2 separate regions of the Arachis hypogaea genome follow, and region 2 is linked to region 1. The links are chromatin contacts, called in public Hi-C maps. All regions are on one chromosome and are shown on one strand. The core of a region is the stretch at or near the end of the contact, and the rest is flanking DNA. Distances in the headings are between cores, read along the strand shown. Region 1 has its middle 36 kb from the start of LOC112801445. Region 2 holds the start of LOC112799680 (probable WRKY transcription factor 29).

Evidence for each region. Hi-C and Micro-C count contacts between places; a contact is called where the count stands out from the background.
Region 2: a contact with region 1 is called in a Hi-C map of leaf, with 2.7 times the contacts expected there. The contact joins the promoter of LOC112799680 here to the enhancer-like site in region 1. A contact is called at or near these places in 4 of 8 Hi-C or Micro-C datasets (leaf and an unstated tissue).

The regions. Positions count from the first base shown.
Region 1 is chr5:41,362,399-41,365,841 of arahy.Tifrunner.gnm2.J5K5, forward strand. No RefSeq gene overlaps it. Among protein-coding and RNA genes, the nearest start is that of LOC112801445, 36 kb to the left of the region's middle. Within about 2 kb of position 2,088, at least 3 of the 3 cell types and tissues checked have open chromatin away from gene starts, as enhancers often do.
Region 2 is chr5:41,463,840-41,467,000 of arahy.Tifrunner.gnm2.J5K5, forward strand. LOC112799680 (probable WRKY transcription factor 29) reads left to right here and starts at 1,835. Exons shown (of 2, transcript XM_025841738.3): 1 at 1,835-2,252; 2 at 2,369-3,011. The coding sequence starts at 1,927. The coding sequence ends at 2,693. It overlaps LOC112801448 (endoglucanase), which reads right to left. Exons shown (of 7, transcript XM_025844169.3): 7 at 3,026-3,161.

The DNA of each region.
Region 1 (3,443 bases), core at 838-3,337:
ACATCCACTTAAGAATGAAAATAACCATTCGAATACCTAGTAAAATAAACATCCGACATATTATGAGTTGACCACAACTTCTAACAAAGCGCATTAAATTTCTCATTCATTAGATACTTAGAATAATAATGACATATATTTTATAATGATAAATTTATATTTTACGTAAATGACCTAATTAAGTAGAATTTAGCGAGTTAGTAACATGTTTGTGATAATAGATCCCATGCCCTCAAAGTTTTTTAACAAAGTCTTCAATCTTAATCACTTATATTTAAATGTCATAACTCAAACTCAACTTAAATTCAGTCAACGTTAAATTAAATCTAATCCAAACCATATAACAAGAGAAACATGCGAAGCATGTGCATGTAGCACGAAGCAAACTAAATAAATATTAATGGTATACCCAAATAAACATCCACATCAAAATAATCATTTATATACATAGTGAATTGAATATTAGACATACTTGATAAGAAATAATTAATAAATTAACCAAAAAAATAATATAGTAAAATTCGTATTCAATACAGACTAACTATTTCCAAACGAATTTAACAAAAAAATGAACCCATTATTCAAGTTTAATTTTAATTTTATTTTTTTTAATCTATTGTTCGCGTTATTTACTATATGTATTATTTTTTATATTATTTTAAATTAAAATATATATTTTATACGAATAATTAATTTTTAATATATACATAATATTTTTTAAAATTAAAATACACGGCACATGTTATTACTTTTTGAAAATGAAACTAGTGATGACATGGCAGTTTAATTTGTAGCTGACAGTGAACCTTGCATGTAAAAGAGTAGTTGGAGGAATTTAAAGTACTGTACGTATATTAACTTTTTTGGGCACACTTGAGCACTACGTATATTAATGTCATAGGTAGCTAAAACAGAAGCACAGAGAGGGGATAAAGAAGCAGATTTAGTAAATAGTGAAAATTTATCTTATTTATTATTTATTAATTATTATAATAATAAAAAATTAAATAAAATAAATTTTAATTTTTTTAGTTAATCTAATATTACCGTATTAAATATATCTATTTTAGTTATTTTATTTTATTAATGAATGCTACAATTAGCCAATAGGCAACTAAATCTTAATTATATGCGACTTGACCCCAGTTTCATGGTTGATAAAGTCATGTGGCAACTCGCTGTACTCATAATTCGCGTATTAACGTTGACATAAATACTTTTAGTGGGTTGGTTTGAAAGACAAAAGATACATAGCATATTCATATTATCTGAATCACATGTTATGTATATTTGATTGTCAAAAGGAAATGGTCATGGCATGGCATACATCGCATATGGTATTGGAGAAATAATAATTAATTTGAGGTGCAGCAACTTTAAAGAAAGATACGACGTGTTACAGTTCTAACTAGCCACATGGAGAATGTTGCTATCTTACAATTTACAAATATATTGTAGAAAACAAATATCATACAAATACAACTGTCTAAAATATTGTCGCCAGTATGCATAAGTTTGGTCAAGTTTCTAGGAGTACAATAATGTAGATAGATTCCTTTCCTTTTTTGAATTGGAGTAATATATAATTTGATGCCCAGCCCAAATATAAATGGGGTTAGTATCAGGTGTACATTGAAAGCCCAAATAAAATTTACAGGTCCGTATCGCACCTCTGAATGCTGCTCTTTCTTATTTTTTTGGTAGAAGTGAGGGACTAACCCAAACAAGGAAAACATACTGCACTGAGTTACTAGTAAATTACGGGGCAAATGAAACCTGGATCCGCCAATGAGCCATAGCTCACACGGCATTCCGTCTCATTCTCATCTCAAAGGTCTCAAATTCAAGTCCTACTAGCTGCAACCAAGAAAAAAAAATTGATAAGTATGTGAGGAGTGTGTGGGTGTATATTGTGTAGCATCACACACTCAAAGGTTTTATCTACTACTTGATCACCCCTAAAGTTTAAATTCAAATACAACTTTTTTTTTTTTTTGATCAAGTGGATTGGACAACCTCCATCTTAGGTATCACAATATATTTAGCCACTCACCCAAAATTGAAGCCTAAATTGTCGTTTGCCCCTGTTTCTTTGGGTTCTTATAATTTGGATTGGACTGTCATGGTGATTGAAGCCCATTCTGTTCTATAAAGTACAAGTTTAAGAAAACAAAATCAGCTAGACCCAAAAAAAAGTCAAAATAAGCAATTACTTGATAAGCATGTTTTCCATTTGTTCATGACAATAAAATGTGGCATAAGTCGGATTTATTTTGGTGATTTATTAATTGGATTTATGATTTTTCTTATCATCTTAGTTTTTCACCCTAATAGAAAAATCTATTGCATTTGTGTAAAAGTTAAAAGCGTCCAAACATTTAATGCTTTTGGCTCTATATATATTACTTAATAGCTAACAAACAATTTATTAAACCCAACATTTATTAAAAGAAGTTTTGACGTGCATAAGTTACTATATTGTAAATAGCTTATTACCATATTGAAACCACACAATTCTAATCATGCTGAAAAAAATAATACAAGAGCATATTTTAAACCATAAATCCTAACTTATATTACTAGCTACTCTTGTTTTAATAAAATTATATACTCTTACTCCTTTTTCAGGTATTCGTCATATTGACATTTTACAGCTCTTGCAAGCTGATGGAGATTATATGGCCCATAGCCTGCGTGGTTGGTCTAGGTTTTTTTTTTCCCTTTTTTATCGCTAGTTAAAATTCTCAATCATAAAATGAGAAGAGAGTTTTTTTTTTTTTTTGTGACTAATGAGAAGAGAGTTTAAAAATTCACAAAAATATTATTTGTATATTAAAATTAGATATTAAAATTAGTCATTAATGTATTTATGTATAAATATATGTATGGTTTAATTTATTTTCAATGTGTATTTATATTTTAATATATATTTTATACCAATAATTAATTTTAATGGCTGATTTGATGTGCACGTAATATAGTCGAACTTACAAAGAAGTCGAGCTTACAAAACAACAACTTGCAAACAACCTTATGATAAAGGATCATGTTGCACACTAGCTAGTTAAACCTAACGAACAAGCTGAAGTGAACAAGCTTAAATCTTGATGTGGAATATTAATAATTTCCAAAAGTGGCAGGATATCCCACTAACTAAACGCCTAAATTACATCGACCAAAAATAAAACACCTAAATTACTATTTTTATTAGCGATGGTTGTATAATGAATTATTATCTATCGATACTGATACGAATATAGGATACGATATAATATGGGACATATAAATATATAAATTTTAAAATTTTATAAAATATAGAAATATGATATATATATTAAATATAAAGTATTTTTTTAATAAATTATAATAATATTTTAATAAATAATAATATATATTATTTTTAAATTTATTTTAAAAATATATATTAAAAATAAGATTAAACA
Region 2 (3,161 bases), core at 585-3,084, 100 kb after region 1:
TCACTGCCGTGACAAAAATACTAGAATTATACAAAATAAATATGCCTAACACTTGAGTGGATATTTAGTATAGTTTAACAGAATATTTCGTTAATTTCAATATTTTTTGTCAGACGATAAGAACGTAGTTATAAAATCTGATATGATATAGAGATCTAATTAAAAAGAAAAAAATATAAGAACCTAATTAAAAATTCGATGAAACTATATAGACCAACAAATTAATTAAACAAATTTTAAAAGATAATTAAATTCCAATTTATCAAAGTCAAATGGTCATTAAATTACTTAATTCCTTTTTCCTAAAACAAAAATGATATTCATACACTAAAACCAGTTACTAATGTATTTATATATAAATACAAGTGTGATTTAATTTATTTTTAATGTGTATTTATATTCCAATATATATTTTACACTAATAACTTACTTTAGTAGCTAATTTTAGTATACACATAATATAATCGTTCTTAAAATTGTATAAAATTCAAATTAACGAAAAACAAAAATTGATAAATGGAAGAAATATTTAAATGACTAATACACAATTTAATGTTTTTTTGTGGGTGTGAATTTCCAGTATTTCCAAATGAACAAAAAAACTATTTTACCAAAAAACTAATAAAATCAAAAATATTATTTATACACTAAAATTAACTACAGATAAATTTGTGTACAAATACACCCGAGCAATCGGTAGGCAGTAGCTAACAGATTCCCCAGCTTCGCCCACGATACCCCTTCTTTTTCTTTGTTTTGGACTTGACGATACTCCTTCGTTGCCAACGGAAAAAGTACATTGGGCTTAGTCCTGGGCCTACTTTTTTGTTCTTTATTTCTGTCTTCTCTTTTGGGCTCTTTAACCCATAAGCTTTAACAAAAAAAAAGGGTTACACTCCAGAGAATTAAGAGCGAAAGCTGAACCCCTTTTACACCAAAAAAACAAAAAGTTGAATCCCCTTTCATCAGCTGAAAAAAATAAGGAAAAGATGAGTGGTGAGGAAGATCCTCTGGGGCATGGCATGAATATGACGGCGACAAACAAAGACTTTTTTATCGGTGAGGGACTGAGGGAAAACGGCCTACACAACACAAGCGAGAGCTAGTAAAGTTTAAAATGATAATAATTTTAGAGCAATGCTAGGGGCCAGCAATTTTTGTGATTGTTAGCCATCAACTAGCCATCAATGATGATTTGATGGTGTGAGATTGGTGTAAGATTTCATCCAATGGTTCACCTTCCTCTGCTGGTTACATGCTGGCCAAAATCCAACAAAACTGCTGGTCCCCTAGACTTTTCCATAATTTTATTGCATACTTAATTACTTATTTAATAATATTTAAATATCTACTTTATAATCATTTGATTAAATTATAATTTTTATTTAGTTTACTTATGTCATTTTTGAATTTAATAAATTGTCTCAAAATAGATACCTACTTATATAAATGCACGAATAACATTATTGTCTCGTATCAGATTCTACATCCAAGTGTATTATTATAGTATTGAGTTAAATGTTAGGTATAGCATAGGATATGAAGGCTGGCCGAATGGCCGAAAAAAGGGGCTTCAGGATTAGACTTTCACCCTTCTGACTTAACAGTAAGTCAACTCAATTATTCTATAGGGTACTGTATGTATGCATGTATTACTCCTAGTTTGTATTTGTATTTCACTTGTTCAAAGGGCCAACAGTTCACCAAAACGGAAAAAACAGAAAAGCTCAAAGCACGAGGTACGCTAACGTACAGGTTACAATTTTTGACAAATCTTATTATCTTAGTCCTTTTAATAATATAATATGTTATGGCCGAAAACGTTGTTTGTCATCTTGCACAAAACTTCTGGCTTGTGAACTGTGAGTTTCATTCATGCTCCCTTGTATTAATATATTGTATTTGTAGCTTCTTCTTCTTCGATGAATGAGCTTCATGGACTGGGATTTGCACGCTATAGTGAGAGGATGCACCAATACTCATCAACCCGACAACATCCTAGGTGATCTTAACTATTTCCAGTTAAGTCCTCAACAAGAAATAGATGAACGTTTCTTCAAGTCTCACCAATTCTCAGAAACAGAAACCATCACTACTGCCATCGTTGATGATGAATTGGAAGAGCTTTACAAACCTTTCTATCCTTCTACTACTGTTGATACTACAACTAGTTCCCACCCTACCTCCGCTGAAGTCAACAAAGTACTCCATCTCAAACCTTCAGATCCAACACCATCTAAATGTAAAAGAAGGTACGACATACATATATATAGTACAAAAGATTGATTTGTTTTATTTGCATCAAGCAAAATACAGGGTTGATGGTAATTAATTATTGTGTGAGTAATAATTACAATTATAAATGAAGGAAGAAGAATGAAGAGAAGAATAAGCGGGTAGTGAAGCGGATGAGAGAAGAAGAAGGGTACAGTGATGGATGGGCATGGCGTAAATACGGGCAGAAACCAATAAAAGGATCAGAGTATCCGCGGAGCTATTACAGGTGTAGCAGCTGCAAAGGATGCTTGGCTAGGAAACAAGTTGAACGGAGCCATTCCGATCCACAAGTTTTCATAGTTACCTACACAGCTGAACACACCCATCCTCCTCACCCCATCACTACTATTCCAACAAACTCACAAGCACAAGGAACAGTAGTAGGAAGAGGCTGGAAGAGGAGAACCAATCTATAGATGAGGCGCCAATTGTGCTTTCAATCAACTACTTGCTTTAGATGGGTGCGCCTTCATCAATATATAATTTTGCTTTTCATACAACAAGTCAAGAGAACTTATTATATATTGTTTTATTAATATTATATATAGTTTGTACGCTGTTCGTCAAATACTAAATATCTATCCTTGGTTCAAATTTCGGTCCAATTAAAGTAGTATGATTTAATTTTCTGAATTATATCTTTCACAATGTTAACTATATATATTATGCATTTGAAATGAGGGCTTGAAAACAACGTAGACAAGCTCATGATATAGTTGATAAAAATAAAGAAACTAAGATCATAACATCTTGATTTCAAATTTTTATTGTATATAACTTATTAAAACAATAACGTACAATACTAGTTTATTTGAAACTTAAATTTCAAATGACATATATGTATACATGTGGCTGGGGTACCTAGGTAGTATCACTCAGCTTAT